Regions from separate parts of the Oryctolagus cuniculus genome. Here region 2 is linked to region 1. The links are chromatin contacts, called in public Hi-C maps. All regions are on one chromosome and are shown on one strand. The core of a region is the stretch at or near the end of the contact, and the rest is flanking DNA. Distances in the headings are between cores, read along the strand shown.

Region 1 (2,700 bases), core at 32-2,531:
TCCTTGGGCCCCTGCACCCGTGTGGGAGACCTGGAAGAAGCTCCTGGCTCCTGGCTTCGGATCAGTGCAGCTCCAGCCATTGTGGCAACTGGGGAGTGAACCAGCAGATGGAAGACCTCTCTCTACCTCTCATTCTCTCTCTGTGTAACTCTGACTTTCAAGTAAATACATAAATCTTAAAAAAAAAAAAAAAGGAAAAAAAGGAAGGGGAAGGTGAGGTGCCGCTTCTACCAGGAAAGTTTTCTCGAAAATGCAACAGCCACCATCTTGGCTGGTACACTAATCATCAAGTGTGATTGGTGTGTGAACTCAAGGGAGGACGGAGGACTGAGTGTTTTTGCCTGGGAGTTCTGCCAGGGTTTTAATGGGAAAGGGGCTGGGATTCATGCTGAGTCGCAGCCAGCAGCTCTGATACCAAAGATGGACCCCGGGTTCACAGGGACTTTGTAACTTTGAGTAAAAGCGAATCGGGTCCATGGTGTCTGGCTCTCAGCGTGGTGCAGCAGAGGAGGCGGTGTTGCGGTGCGGCAGGTTAAGCTGCCACTTGTGACGCCGGCATCCCAGAGAGGGGCCCGGGTTCGAGTCCTGGCTGCTCTGCTTCCCAGGCAACTCATGTTAATGCACCTGGGAGAGCAGCAGAAGACGGCCCAAGTGCTTGTCCCCTGCACTCAGGTGGGAGACCCGGATGGCCCAGCCACGGCTGTTGTGTCCATTTGGGGAGTGAACCGGCAGATTCGCTCTCTCCCTCCCTCTCTCACTCGCTCGCTCTCGCTCTCACTCTCTCTCGCTCTCTGTAACTCTGGGCAGCAGAAGACAGGAGAGGCAGCAGGTGCTGCAGGGCGGGCGGCGGGGCGGGCAGACTGGCAGGCTCTTCTCCCCCTCTGCCGTTCCTTGAGCTTCCTGAGCTGCGCCGGCTGGGGCTGGGAGTCCCGGCGCTCATTAACAGCCGCCGCGCTGTGTCTGTCTCCGCCCGAAGATGGCTAACCACAGGCTTCCTCTCCACTCTCGGCAGCAGGGAGAAAACAAAACCACAGCAGTTTTCATTGCTGAAAAGGACAAGCCGGGCTCGTGTGCTGAATAAGCGCAGATGGAGGAGTTTTCCTCCCGAGAGGAAGGGCTGCAGCTCCAGCGCTGCCAGTCCCGTCTGGGCCGTGAGGGCGCCAGGCTCCGAGCTGACTCCCCGGCCGGCGAGCAGACCCCGCGGCCAGAGGAGGAAGCCCAGGGCTCGGCAGACTGAGGGGCCACTGCCCACGGTGGGGAACGGTGGCCCCTGTGCAAAGGCACAGGCTCGGGGAAACTGAGGCCTTTGCCCGCCCCCACACACGATTAGGCCTATTTTTCTATTTTTTTAAACATTTATTTATTGTTTATTTGAAAGGCAGAACAGATTGAGAGTGAGAGTGAGAGTATGCGCGTGCGTGTGCTTGCGAGAGAGAGAGAGAGAGAGAGAGAGAGAGAGAGAGAGAGAGAGAGAGCTTCCATCCCCTGCTTCATTCCCCAAATGTCTGCAAAGGCCAGGGCTGGGCCAGGCTGAAGCCAGGAGCCAGGCGCTTCATCCCGGTCTCCCACACGGTGCAGGGGCCCAAGCACGGGGGCCGTCTTCTACTGCTTTCCCAGGTGCACTGGCAGGCTGGGCTGGAGTGCAGCCGCCGGGGCTGGAGCACGTGCTGCAGTCTGGGCTGCTGGCACCACAAGCAGCGACTTAGGCCAGCCCACTCTGGCTGCTTTAAAGAATCCATTTGTGTATGTACTTTCCCTTTCTCTTGTTTTCTGTTTCTAATTTCAGCTATTGATTAATTCCCCATTTCATACTTTGTTCCTTCGGTCTGCTTATTTTTCTAATTTCCTGTGATGTGCGTTTTGTGCCTTTATTTTTGATCTCTCCCATTTCAGGGCACAGGTTCCCCCCCCCCTCCCCGCTGAGCGTTTTCCAGGATCTCACAGGTTAGGAAAGAAAACGTTTCCCTCCGCATCTGTCTCCAGCTGGTTTGTAGCTTTAGTTTTCATGCTGTTTTTGATCCATGGATTATCTACAGGTATGTTTATGAATTTCCAAGTAACGAATATTTTCAGGCACTTCTAAAATGTTTAAAGTTCTTAGATTATAGGAAGAGAGTGTGGCCTATGAAATCGCCAATTTTAAATTAAAATGTATTGTTCATAGTCGCCAGGTGAGTGCTCAGCTTTGTGAACGCTGTGTATGATGCGGGGAAGACCGAGCTGGTGAGACTTGGGCGGGATGGAAAGGGCAAGCCAGCCTGCGCCGCCTCAGCTCTGACTCCCCCTCCCAGAGTGCCGTGTGCACAATGCTGACCTGTCCCGAGCTCCCTTTTCTTTTCTTTTTTTTTTTTTTAAGATTTATTTATTTATTTGATAGTCAGAATTATACAGAGAGAGAGAGAGAGAGAGAGAGAGAGTCTTCAATCCGCTGGTTCACTCTCCAATTGGCTGCAACAGCTGGAGCTGCACCAATCTGAAGCCAGGAGCCAGGAGCTTCCTCTGGGTCTCTCACACAGGTGGAGGGCCCCAAGGGATTGGGCCATCTTCCACTGCTTTCCCAGGACATAGCAGACAGCTGGATCGGGAGTGGAGCAGCTGGGACTCAAACCAGCGCCCATATGGGATGTTGGCACTGCAGGCGGCGGCTTTACCCCCTATGCCACAGTGTTGGCCCCCCGAGCTCCCTTTTCCATCTGTGAA
Region 2 (2,700 bases), core at 134-2,633, 800 kb after region 1:
GAGCCATGGCTGGCCTGTCTCCTTACCCTGCCCCTCATCCATAAGTCCTGGCTTTGATCTCCACTGGGGGTCACACACCTGCCCACTACAAAGCTGCACCCAGCCCTCCTCCCAGGGCTGTTGCCACGCTCACCCTGAGCTGTGGGCATGCAGTCCACTTGGGTATGGGATAGGAGAGAGGCAGTTCTAACGGTCAGCAATAGAGATAACTGTAATCCAAGCTTCAATCATCTGTACAACTGTTCTTTTATTGTTGATCGAGGGGGAAGATTTAGCTGCTGTAAGGGACGTACACTCAAAAGGAAGGGCTAACAACCATAACTTAAGTAATTGTGTTGAATGAAGACTGGAAGTATTAGAGTCTGGGACTCGTGCTTTGTGGCTCGGCGGGGACCAGCCTGAAACTAAGCACTCCCCTCCGAAGGTTCCAGGTCCATTGTTTCAGTTTTTTCTCCTAAGACAATGCCCCAGGCCGCTGCTGGCCCTCCAGGTCCTCCCCCAGAACTCACCTCATCCTGCATTTCAGCACTAGGTGGGCAAGCAACAGGTGAGGGAGGGTGTAAGTGAGCAGCCACACTGCAGTTCTGTGCCCAGGCGTTTGTCGTGGCCATTGGGTGACTAACTGTCACTGATTCAGGGGCCTGCGGCTGGGGGACGCCAGGGCAACTTCGGAATGGTGGTCCCTGTTTTAGCTGTTGCGAGCCAGGACCCACCGCGTCGCCTTCCCTGCTTCTTCCTCCTTCCTCACACGTACTCCGGGCGTCTGCCTCCACCAACGCCCGGCCCCAGAGCTTTCCCTACCACCTTTCTGGAGTAACCAGAAAACTCGGAAGCGGCCCCATGGTCCTGCCTGAACTCCCAACAATGCGGTGTGCGGGTTGCCCGGCAGATTTTCAGCTCAGAGCTCACAGGTCAAGCCTTAGTCCCGGCCGGTCACTCTGCAGAGGAGGGGGCACGTGGGCAGCTCACCACGAGGCTTCTGCCCCTCGCTCACAGCACAGCAGACACCTCCGCCAGGATTCCAGCATCGACCTAGTCAGTAAAACAGGTCATAAACTTGCTGCCGATTGTTCTCTGAGAATCTTGGCTTTGGCCTTTGATGGGAGGCTCCTGAACACATTCCTGTGGGCCGGGCCCTCGAGGACGGTAGTGGGCGTTGCACTGCAGAGCCCCGCGCCCCACAACCCGGGAAAGCCTCCAATACCGGAACAGCAACGACAACGAGGCGGGACGCCTCGGCGGTGTCCACGCACCAGCCATTCCCCGCGCCGTTCCCCGGGCTATCCCCGGCCCCGCCGCCGAGAGCGCACCGGCCCGCCTGGCCCCGCGGCCCTCCCACTTGTGCCCCTTTCATTTGGCGCCCTGGCCTCGCCGTCCCTGAGCTATGAGCCGCCGTTCCGCCGGCAGGTCTCGGCCGGACCGCCCAGGAGTCCAGCCCTACCCGGCGGCCGCGCGTCTTTGCTCGGGTGCACAGCGCCCCCTGCCGGCCGGTCGTGGGGTATTTTTTTCCGCTCAGGCAGAGCGTGCGGACGGCAGCGGGTGCAAGGAGCCTCGGGGTGTCTGGGAGCGGACAATTTGGAATCTGGGTGGAGGACCCAGACCTCCTTGGCCGCTGTGAGGACCACAGTCCTCGCGATAACGTGGTGGGCAGTGCCGCTCCTTCGCAGCCCTAACCTCCCCAGACCCCGCAGATTCCCTTCCGGCACCCCTTACCCAGTCCCCTCAGCCGCCTCATCCCTGACCTGGGCGACTCTAGGGTCCCTCAGCAGTCCTGCATTCGGCGCGAGACTCCTCGGCTTCCTGAGAACCACCGTCAGCCAGCGGCCGGGACCCCCCCCCCCCCCAGGCCCTGGGAATCAGGGCGCGAGCCCCTCAGGACGGGATCTGTTTACATCTGCTGCGGCCTCCGTCACAATTATCTCTCCGAAATCCCCCCACCTCGCCCCTCCTGAGCCCCAGATTGCGGAGCTGGGGGAGGGCAGTGTGACTCTTCCCTGACATCCTCAGGGTCCTCACACATCACCCCTCTCCCCTGCCTTTCTGCCTGCCTCCGTGCTGCCCCAGGCCCCTGCCCCAGCAGCTGCACAGACCACCGTCTGGTCAGCCCGTCCCCTTTCTTCAAACCCTTCTTCAGTGGCTGCCCCAGAGAGCCCTGGGCCATCAGCCTCTGCTGTGTCCGATTTCACAGCCTGTCCCGTTACACCGGAGACCTGAGGCGGAGTGGCTGTGGTTGCCCGGTAGCTGGGGATACTTCTCCCCTGTCGCGTGGCTGACTCCTGCTGCTAGGTCTCTCCCACCCCCTGACCAGGCTGTCTCACCGCTGAGCTCCAAGCCCCCTGAAATTCCCTGTCCTTGCTGTCCAGGCTGCTGTCTGTCTTCCTCTCTAAGTTGTGAACTCTGCAAGCACTGTCTTGCTCATCTCCTAATAACCCAGATGGCTCTGGGGTTCCCCAGGCCGCTTAGCTCTAGTGCAGAACTTTGCAGTGGACACGGCTAATTACCTACCCAGTAGCCATTTGGAAGTCTTCCTTAATGACAGAACTCTGATTTTGTTCGGGAGCGATATGCCCAGCTGAAATATTCTTTGGGTAGAGCTCCTGGGAAAGCTTTGCAAAAAAGGACGAATTCCCTAGCCTGGCCTTTTTTTTTTTTTCTTCTCCCCTCTTTTTTTTTTTCCTTTCCTAGAACACAAACAAGATG

Evidence for each region. A called contact is a pair of places that touch in the nucleus more often than the background predicts.
Region 2: a contact with region 1 is called in a Hi-C map of an unstated tissue, with 5 times the contacts expected there. The contact joins two enhancer-like sites. A contact is called at or near these places in 2 of 6 Hi-C or Micro-C datasets (ear pinna and an unstated tissue).

Annotation. Positions count from the first base shown.
Region 1 is chr12:92,298,175-92,300,874 of mOryCun1.1, forward strand. No RefSeq gene overlaps it. Among named protein-coding and RNA genes, the nearest start is that of RPLP1, 200 kb to the left of the region's middle. Within about 2 kb of position 1,282, at least 1 of the 8 cell types and tissues checked has an H3K27ac peak or open chromatin away from gene starts, as enhancers often do.
Region 2 is chr12:93,097,923-93,100,622 of mOryCun1.1, forward strand. No RefSeq gene overlaps it. Among named protein-coding and RNA genes, the nearest start is that of TLE3, 460 kb to the left of the region's middle. Within about 2 kb of position 1,384, at least 1 of the 8 cell types and tissues checked has an H3K27ac peak or open chromatin away from gene starts, as enhancers often do.